Linked DNA regions of Mus musculus: region 2 is linked to region 1. A link is a contact called in public HiChIP or PLAC-seq data. All regions are on one chromosome and are shown on one strand. The core of a region is the stretch at or near the end of the contact, and the rest is flanking DNA. Distances in the headings are between cores, read along the strand shown.

Region 1 (5,029 bases), core at 2,248-4,747:
TTGAGGTGAGAAAACTCACCCTGATTATGAGCAGAGCTGAGCCCTGAATGGTACAAGAATAAGAAACAAAGCAAGCAGACAACTGAATGAATGAATGAATGAATGAAATGAGCTCAGCTCTAAACATGCAAGCATTCATTTCTCTACACGCTTGTCTGTGGGCATGATGCAACTGTCTACTTCAAGTTCCTGCATGGATGTCACTGCAGTGATGGGCTATCCTCTGGAGTCAGGAATCACAGTTGCTTTGTGCCGCAGTATTTTCTCACTGCAACAGAAATGAAAATGGGACAGGAGTTTGTCTTGCTAAGAAACCACCCAGCCAACGGCAATCTCCGTCTATCACAAGAACATCTGATAGCCTGACCCACAAGTAAGTCTTGCCTGGGCTGGTTGGATCATGGTATTTTGGCCAAATAAGGCTCGACAGAAGGACAGCTCACCAATAAACAAGAAGAATAAACATCTTACAACTGAGAGGAGTGGGTGCCATGTAGAAAAGTTGGGGTAGGAAGACTTAAGGAGCCTTGGTAACAGTATAATCGACTAAACCTACTATAGAGCACACATGAACCCCTGGCTGCTGTTAGGAATGATCCCATTACTCTGGTAGTTTGAGGAGATTTTATCAAGCTATTGGTTCTTTCCCATGCATCTATTTTTCCACCAATTCATTAATTGTGCTTCTCACCATGCCATTCAATCACTGAAAGGATGATTTTTTTTTCTTCTAGGATAAAACTAGGGAGTTTGGATCATGCGGCTAGCCTTCGCCCTTCTATGTCTCCAAGAACCAACATGCAAGCATTCCCTTAGTCTCCAGACCATCTAATCCTTCGTATCTGTTTGTTTTGCCTGAGAACGCCTTCCCAAGGCTTCTCTGGACCACACCACCTGCCACATTCAAATAACCTTCCTGACTAACACTGTCACCAACAGACACATCTGAGGCACTGAGCCTTTCTGGAAATGATCTGACCTGTGCACAGGTTCTCTCAGAGGATGAAGAGCTGAGTGAAGACCAACGCTCTGAGTTCCAGCCAGGACAGATGGGCCTTTTGTCTTCATACACAGGGACATTTGCCAAAGGAAAGTGAATCTCCTGCTGAAGCAATGACTCCAAATCACCTGAGAAACATCTCTCAAAGATTTGCTTTCATTTATGGATCTGTACATGTGAGTCTGCTATGTGCATCTGCCTGTAGAGGCAGAAGAGGCACAAGTCCCTAGCGCTGGTATTTCAGATGGTGGTGAGCCTCCTTAAGTGGGTGCTGGGAGCTGAACTTGGGTTGCTTGGGAAAAGGGTTAATACTTTTAACAGTCCAGATGTCTCTACAGCCCGGAAACATTTTAGCATACACATGGCCAGCTCCTACTCCAGAGTCACAAAGCAGGAGTTCTGGAGTTAGTTTTTATAATATTAGGATGCATTTTGGCAGAAGGTTCTGGCATGACACAATTGTGTTTAGGGATAAGCAGGCATCAGTTATATGATCCCTCAAGGAAATTAGTGCTTGAGAAGACCTGCTGGGTATCCTTCTAGGGAGCAGAGCTTCAAAATCTTGGCTTCCCACCTACTAAGAGAGACACAGACTAATACAGAGTAAGTGTTATTATACAGGAGACAGGATTATAATCAAACCATATTTCTCTCCCCTTTTTGGTTATAGACATCCGTGGTGGTTTAATGAGACGTCCCTGACAGGTTAGACATTTCAATACTTGGTCCGCAGTTGGTGATGCTATTTATGAAGGACATGGTGAGGAGATAGATGGGGGGGGGGTGGCTTTGAGAGTTCATAGCCTTACCTCACTTCTGGTTTCGTCCCTCTGCTTCGTGAGTTCAGTAAAGCACCCAGCCTCCCAACTTCCACTCTTGACCCCCGAATGTTGTATCAATGTGGCAGACTCTCTCTCCAGAACGAGAAGCCCAAATAAATCCTTTCTATACATTGCCTCAAACATGCTCTTTTACCACAGCAATGGGAAAACAAAAAAAAAAAACAAACAAAAAAAACCCACTAATTCTAGAACAGAGCATTTTAAGATGTATTTTCTCTAATCTATTTACATCACAAATTTTTTTTCAGAGCTGAGGACCGAACCCAGGGCCTTGCGCTTGCTAGGCAAGCGCTCTACCATTGGGTGAAATCCCCAACCCTTACATCACAAATTTTAAGTCTCTATGTTTACATACCACACATATATTTATGCTTCATACATAAAAGGATTTTTATCTCCCCCTTGGCCAATCTTTTTGACCCCCTGACAACAGCCCATTGAGAATGCATTTACAGAGATCCATTGAAGGGACAATGGCAGGACAGAGATGTGGGTAGATTTATTGGGAAGTTCGGGGGGACAAACAAGGGAGTGGCAGTTGGGTATGGTTTTGAAGAGTCATAAGAGTTTGCCTGGACTGGAGAGATGGCTCAGTGGTTAAGAGCACTGACTGCTCTCCAGAGGTCCGGAGTTCAATTCCCAGCAACCACATGATGGCTCACAACCATCTGTAATGGGGTCCGATGCCCTCTTCTGGTGTGTCTGAAGACAGCAACAGTGTACTCATATAAATAGCCACTGTGTTTGTGAAGCAAGGTATGTACTCTGAGATCTCCAGGTCCATAATACATGGAGCTGATCATTTAAAGTAGGAATTTTAGCCTAATTTCACTTCCAAAATGTCTCTTAGAAAGAATCCTGGAACCCTTAGTGAGTGCCAGGGGACTTGGTGAGCAGAAGCAAAAACAGTGAGTTGGTAAAGGTGGATATTTGGATTCCTTCACTTCAGCCTAGGTCTCAGGTGGGAAGTGATAAATAACGGAGTACACATTGGCTGTAGCTCATCTAACACACACACACACACACACACACACACACACACACACACACAAATTCCAATACCACCCAAAGCAAGGCATGAAAGTTCTCATTAATACACAGCACGGAGCTCTCAGCACCTAGTCCCAAGGGTGAAAACACCACTGAAAATCCAGTTCTTCTCAAAGCTCAGCATGCAACACCACCTCGTGTATGATCATAAAAGGCAGCCTGAGCTTAGATTTTTTAGATAAACACAGAGCTGCCAGTGAACCACGAGGCCAGCATCAGCTTCCGGTGAGACCAGGTTTCCTGTGGGACGCCTGGCATTTCCCAGTCCAGCTGATCGACAGATGGCCACACCCTATCTCTTGGGGAACTTTCTGGTTTCCTGTCTTCTCTCTTAGTTTCGTCGTATTTCCCATTTATGCAACAATGGGCATGCCCCATCTATTTGTTCTTAAATTAATGTTGCGGTTCTTTTTCCTAGGCTCAAGGAAGGTTAGGATTTTTGACAACCATGAATCTTTGTTCAAGATTTAGGGATGAGAGGTCTAGATAAAGCAAGAACCACAACCACCAAAAAGTCCTCTGCGATCATACATCTCTACTCCATGGACACAGACGTTTGTGCAAACGGAGAGTGTGGGCTGTGCACTTCCATAACCGCACCATTCTAGAGCTTCCAGGCTGGAGTACGATGGCCACCACCTTAAAACAAAAAGATGCCCTCCCAAGGTGCCTCCTCTTCCAAGGAAAAGAACTGCTTGCTCTTTGATGGTGCATTCTCCATCCAGTTGCCTGGCCTCTCTCGCACAATGAAGAAGAACCGGTTGGCCACCAGGATATTTACCCAGGATGCTTTGAAAATCATCTAAGAGGGATTCATGCAGTCAAGTGCCTATCACACCAGCATGAGAACCCCAGTTCAATCCCCACTTAGAAGCCAGGCTCATGAACTAGAGAGATGGTTCAGGACTGAGGCACACTTCCTGTTTTTCTGCAAGACCTATGTTCAGTGCCCAGCACACACATCAGGGCCATCAACTACAGGGGATTCACTGCCCCCTTTTGGCCCCTGTGAGTACTGCACCATGGATACAATCCTATAAGCAGGCTGTCATAAACATAATTTTTTTAAAAAAATGATCTTGGGTATTCTAAGATTCTGAGATAATATCCACTTATCAGTGAGTGCATACCATGTGTGTTCTTTTGTGGTTGGGTTACCTCACTCAGGTTAATATCTTCCAGATCCATCCATTTGCTTAAGAATTTCATGAAGTCATTGTTTTTAATAGTTGCGTAGTACTCCATTGTGTGAATGTACCATATTTTCTGTATCCATTCCTCTGTTGAGGGACATCTGGCTTCTTTCCAGCTTTTGGTTATTATAAATAAGGCTGCTATGAACATAGTGGAGCATGTGTCCTTATTACATGTTGGAACACCTTCTGGGTACAGCTGGGTCCTCCGGTAGTACCATGTCCAATTTTCTGAGGAACCACAGAACTGACTTCAAGAGTGGTTGTACCAGCTTGCAGTCCCACCAACAATGGAGGAGTGTTCCTCTTTCTCCATATCCTCACCAGCATCTGCTATTACCTGACTTTTTTATCTTAGCCATTCTGACTGGTGTGAGGTGGAATCTCAGGGTTGTTTCGATCTGCATTTCCCTGGGATCCATCCCATATGCAGTTACCAAACCCAGACACTATTGTGGATGCCAACAAGTGCTTGCTGACAGGAGCCTGATATAGCTGTCTCCTGAGAGGCTCTGCCAGTGCCTGACAACTATAGAGGTGGATGTTCTCAGCCAACCATTGGACTGAGCACAGGGTCCCCAATGGAGGAGCTAGAGAAAGGACCTGAGGAGCTGAAGGAGTTTGCAGCCCCATAGGAGGAACAATAATATGAACTAACCAGTATCTCCAGAGTTACCAGGGACTAAACCACCAACCAAAAAGTACACATGGAGGGACCCATGGCTCCAGCCACATATGTAGCAGAGGATGGCCTTGACAGACATCAACGGGAGGAGGCTAGATGCCCCAGTGTAGAGGAATGCCAGGGCAGGGAGTGGGTGGGTGGTGAGCAGTGGAGTAGGGAAATGGGATAGAGGGGTTTTCAGAGGGGAAATGAGGAAAGGGGATAACATTTGAAATGTAAGTAAAGAAAATATCCAATAAAAAATAGATCTTATTTTTTA
Region 2 (4,944 bases), core at 1,124-3,623, 570 kb after region 1:
GAGTTCTGTGATGGCAGCCCCCTGGCAGAACAGCTGGGAAGGATCAGGGTGCCCACTCTGGCTTTATGGCTTCATTTTTGACTCTGGTCTGGTACTTGGCTATGAGTCTTCAGGAGGATGATCCTGAAGCAAAAGTTTGCGTGTAAGCCATTGATTTGAAGGTGATCCCAGGGAACATTATTTTAGAGAAATGAGGAAGTGGAGATGATGGGAAGGATCAGAGGTCAATGCAGAAGGTGCTATCAAGCCTATTGAGATTTAATCCGGGACTCAGTCCCGCTCAGGACTTACCCACCAAGAGTGTCCAGGAGCTGAGGTACTTGTGCCCCACCCTCACCAGTCGCTGAGCACTGTGCGAATCCCCTGCCATGTGATCAGATAGGGGAGCTCTGAGGGCCACAGAGACCCCAGGCTAGAAAGGCAGGAGCCAGCAGCTGCATGTTAGGTTGACACACAGTGGGTCTGCAGCAATATCTGGACACATACTTGGGACCCAGGATGAATAGGATCCAGGTATTCCCGTTGGTATCCACTAGTGGGCAGTAAACATTCAGACCATAAGCCCAGTGCGAGGCACCTGGGCCTGCCATGAACCGCCTTCCCTTGAACCACCCATGAAGTACCCTTAGGAAGAAGATGGCAAACGTCTCGTAGCCCCAGGACAGTGCCATAATTGAGAGACTTCTTTGATCTATCCTCTAATGAGTTGCCACCCCCACACCATGGAGGGATGTGTGCTGTACATAGCCTGGCTCAGCCAGTGGAAAGTCTCACCTGGGCCGCAGGTGTGAGCTCCTCAGCACGCTGAGTCACCTCCCTCAGCACCTCAGCCAAAGCCTGGACCCTCTGCATGTTCTGCAGGCCGGTGGTGACCACGGACAGTGATCGCAGCATAAGCTCTCTGACCTTGGACAGAGGGAGAAAGGCCAGGAGATGAGCTGTACCTCAAAGGCACTGTGAAGGCATCTCAAGAGAATTCGGGGATCCTAGGAATGACACGGCTCATCCGGCTCTGTAGACCTGCATGTATGGCAGAGGGAACACCAGCCAAAAGAAACCCACATCTGCACCTTTGAAACCAGTGACCATGGTGCCCCACAGGAAAAAAAAAAAGAAAAGGTGCTTTGGCAAAAGCATCCTGAAGATACAGTTCAGGTTAGCACCTTCAAATGGGGAGCTCTTTCGGCAGCTACAGGTGGGGACGGTGTAATCGCAAGGGTCTCCATAAGAGAGGCAGGAACATTGGGGAAGGAGATGAGGGATGTATTCAGAGGTGAGAAAAGAGAGAGGGTTCAAAAATGTGGTAAGGAGGTGCTGGGGTCATAGCTCAATTAGTAAAGTACTTGGTATAGAAAAATGAAGACCTATGTTTGATCCTCTAGAGCACACAGACATACACACGTATGTGTACACACACGGGCACACACACACATGCACATACAGAGACACGCACACATGTGCACATGCACACACACACACACACACACACACATACACACACACACACACACACACACACACACACACACACACACACACACACACAACATGGAAAAGGGGATTAGGATCCCAAGACTGGTGATGACCTCTAGAAGCTAGAAAAAGGAGTAGATTCGATTCTTCCCTACAGTCTCCAGAAGGTTCTCTGCCAGAGTGAGGCTCACAACCTCTCTTTTGGATTCCAGAAGACCGTGACTCCATGGAGTTGAGCGGAGAAAGCGGGTTACCAATAAAGAAGACATTTCCTTCATTTTTTTTTATGTCACTCAGTGGAAGAACAAAAGCAGGAAGTGACCATGACCACTGTGGGAGGGGCACTCAAGGCTTCTCTGACTCACGAGCTCCATTCCCACCCCGAGAAGTCACATGCAGACTTTAAAGGACCCATTTCATGTACCTTCCGCTTGATGTCCATTCCAAGTTGCCCAGAGCCTGGGCTCTGGACCTCCGAGTTGAGTTCAGAGGACACAGCCTTGGCAAACAGGAGAAGCTGTTCACGGCCACTCTCTTGGTGCAGAGCTGTGGCGATTCTCTCTGACACCATCTCCTGGAATGTCACATCTTCAACACCCGTGTAACTGTGTCCCACCTGACAGGGGAACCAGAAACGGGATCAGTGGTCTTTTTGTTCAAGATGCTGGCCCCTAAAGCCATGGGTCTGGGAGCAGAGCAGGCCTGGTAGAGGAGCTCTTGCACTTCCTGAGGCTGGAGGGCACCCAGACACGTTTGTATCAGGCAAGTGATGGCTTCCACCACCACATCTTGTGCAAGCTCACACTCCACCTCTAGCTGCTTCCTTCGTCCCATCCACCCACACCCACACCTGCTTCTGAGCCTCTGAGCCATGAACTCCTTTTGAGATCTCTCCAGGCTCTGCCCAGAGTTCTGCTGGCTGATCATGGCTGCTCACCCGTGCCCTCAGCTGCCTCGGCATGCCCTGTAGTCGCAGCAGTTCAGCGGGGTGGAGACATTTCCCGGTAAAGAAACCCGATCCATCAACCACCACCTACCTTAACTGCCACTTGGGTCTGCTCTATGTCCCCTGCCCGATTGGTAACAGAGATGACCACTGGCAGGACAAAGCCATCCTTTTCTTCTCCAAGTGGTAGGTACACAGCAGGGAGGGCTGGTTCGGGGCCACAGTGGAGGCAGAAACCTGGCAAAAACAGAAATGGAGTGATTAGGAGGGCAGAGCCAAACCCCTGGCCACAGGGACAGAGAAGTCCCAGCTATTGAAGGTGTGACAGCCACTCTGGAAGGTCACTGGGCTGGTTAGAAGGCAGCCATATAGATTGCTACACCTTTAGAAACATTTCCCTAAGTGTGTGAAAAGTCGAGGAATCGTCTCCCCACTCATAAGTGGGTTTCTGATTTTGGGGGTTTTATTTGTTATTTTTTGTTGCCTTGGTTTGGTTTTTAAACTTTTTTTTAAAAAATTAGATTTATTCCTATTTTATGTATATAGGTGTTTTGCCCACATGTATATCTGTGCACCGTGTGCATGCCTGGTGCCTTAGGGGCCAAAGAGGACGTTCGATCTTCTGGACCAGGAGCTCCAGACGTTGGGAGCCACCATTCCCAGCACGGGAATGGAACCTGGATCCACTGGAAGAGCAACAAGTGCTCTTAACTGCTGAGCCATCTCTCCAGCCTGGAGGTGGTTTGTTTTGGCAGTTAGTTTAGTTAGTTAGTTAGTTATTAGTTATTGTTTTTTTTTTAATGTGGTAAAACAAATTACGACATGAACAAAAGGAAGTTGGGGAGTGGATGGAGAGAAAGGAATAGCAAGAGGAAGAGAATCAGCCTTCTAGACTCCACTCAGACCAGAGCCACACCTCTCCAGGAACCAGCAACACGAGCTAGCTGGGTTTCTCTCTCTCTCTCTCTCTCTCTCTCTCTCTCTCTCTCTCTCTGTGTGTGTGTGTGTGTGTGTGTGTGTGTGTGTGTGACAGAGACAGAGAGAGAGACAGAGAGAGGAGGCGGATACCCACATGCCGCAGCACACATATGGAGTGCAGAGGATAGCAGATAGCATCTTTGTGGTGTTGGTTTTCTCCTAACACCTTTATGTGGGTCTGAGGATGAAACTCAGGTCCCAGGCCAGAGCAGCAAGTACCTATACCTACTGAGCTATCTAGTCAGCCCATTGGGGGATTTTTGTTTATTGGTATTCACTTGGGATTTTGTTGGTTTTGTTTTTGTTGTTGTTTGTTTGTTTTTCTTTTTCTTTTTTTTAAAGATTTATTTATTATTATACATAAGTACACTGTAGTTGTCTTCAGAGGGTGTCAGATCTCATTACGGATGGTTGTGAGCCACGATGTGGTTGCTGGGATTTGAACTCAGGACCTCTGGAAGAGCAGTCAGTGCTCTTACCCGCTGAGCCATCTCGCCAGCCCTTGTTTGTTTTTCTGAGACAACGTCTCACTCTGTAGTTCAGGCTGGTCTAGAACTCACCATGGAGCCCAGGCTGATCTTGAGCTCAAGGCAATCCTCCTGCCCCAGCCTTTCAAGTGTGGGGACTGTCGACATGAGCTAGCACCCCTGGCGTCCACATTAGTTTGGGGATTTGTTTTAACAGTGATGGTAATGGAATCTGGTGCCTCACACACGAAAGAGTCCAGACAGGCACTATTCTCCCGCCCTTCACCCCAGCCTCACAGCACCTGCAGAGATGCTCCCAGTTGCTATGCTCAACAGTGCCCCCCTGTGGGACATGTCTTGGTTTACCAGTTGTCTCTGCTCTTAGATGTTAAAGATTGTGAAGGTAGCGATTTCCTCTGTGGTGCTCACTGCCGCATACCTAGCACCCAGAACAAAGCCTGACATCGGGCACCTGTCTGTTATAAACATGAGTGAGCAAATGAGTATCTTTTTTCCTTAAAGGAGCCTCACACATCACAGGAGCCTCTAGTCATTGTGTAGTGCTCAGACAACTGTGAAGCTATTGGCTTGCAAGTGAACAGTCAATGTTGTGTGTGTGGCCACACCTCCTGCCTTCTTGCTGAGCCCCGGGAGATGGGGACAAAGGGGAAACTGGCCTCTCCCTTTGGGTGCAGAGGGGAGGTGTTTGGAAATGAAGCCTACTTGCCGTGTGTGTATGTGTGTGTGTGTGTGTGTTTTCTGTCCACAGTCAGACCGAGTCATTATCATTATCACCTTAATGGCCCAGCGAACTGCATATTCTTTGACAGAGCACCCCACACAGGCTATATTCCCTCAGAAGGGTTTACACGCACCTTGCCCTGGGCAGGGAACACTGTTTATGCCATGTGATGTCTTGCTGAGTATGCCTGCACCACTCATGGTGCCTCAGCTGGGAAGAAAGTTCCACTTGAGCTAAGGCCCACACAGACCTTCTGTGACAGTCCCCAAATGCCCAAGGCCACAGGGGGAAACCTATGGCAACCAAAATGCTATGGTAAATGGAGTGAGCTGCCTAGC

Evidence for each region. HiChIP or PLAC-seq counts read pairs in DNA pulled down with a chosen protein or histone mark.
Region 2: an H3K27ac HiChIP or PLAC-seq map of large pre-B cells shows a contact between it and region 1, with 2.7 times the contacts expected there. The contact joins two enhancer-like sites.

What each region holds. Positions count from the first base shown.
Region 1 is chr8:116,475,009-116,480,037 of GRCm38.p6, forward strand. No RefSeq gene overlaps it. Among named protein-coding and RNA genes, the nearest start is that of Dynlrb2, 27 kb to the right of the region's middle. Within about 2 kb of position 3,498, at least 21 of the 459 cell types and tissues checked have an H3K27ac peak or open chromatin away from gene starts, as enhancers often do.
Region 2 is chr8:117,049,133-117,054,076 of GRCm38.p6, forward strand. It overlaps Pkd1l2 (polycystic kidney disease 1 like 2), which reads right to left. Exons shown (of 43, transcript NM_029686.4): 15 at 2,511-2,656; 16 at 1,898-2,089; 17 at 775-906. Among named protein-coding and RNA genes, the nearest start is that of Gm15395, 20 kb to the left of the region's middle. Within about 2 kb of position 2,374, at least 40 of the 459 cell types and tissues checked have an H3K27ac peak or open chromatin away from gene starts, as enhancers often do.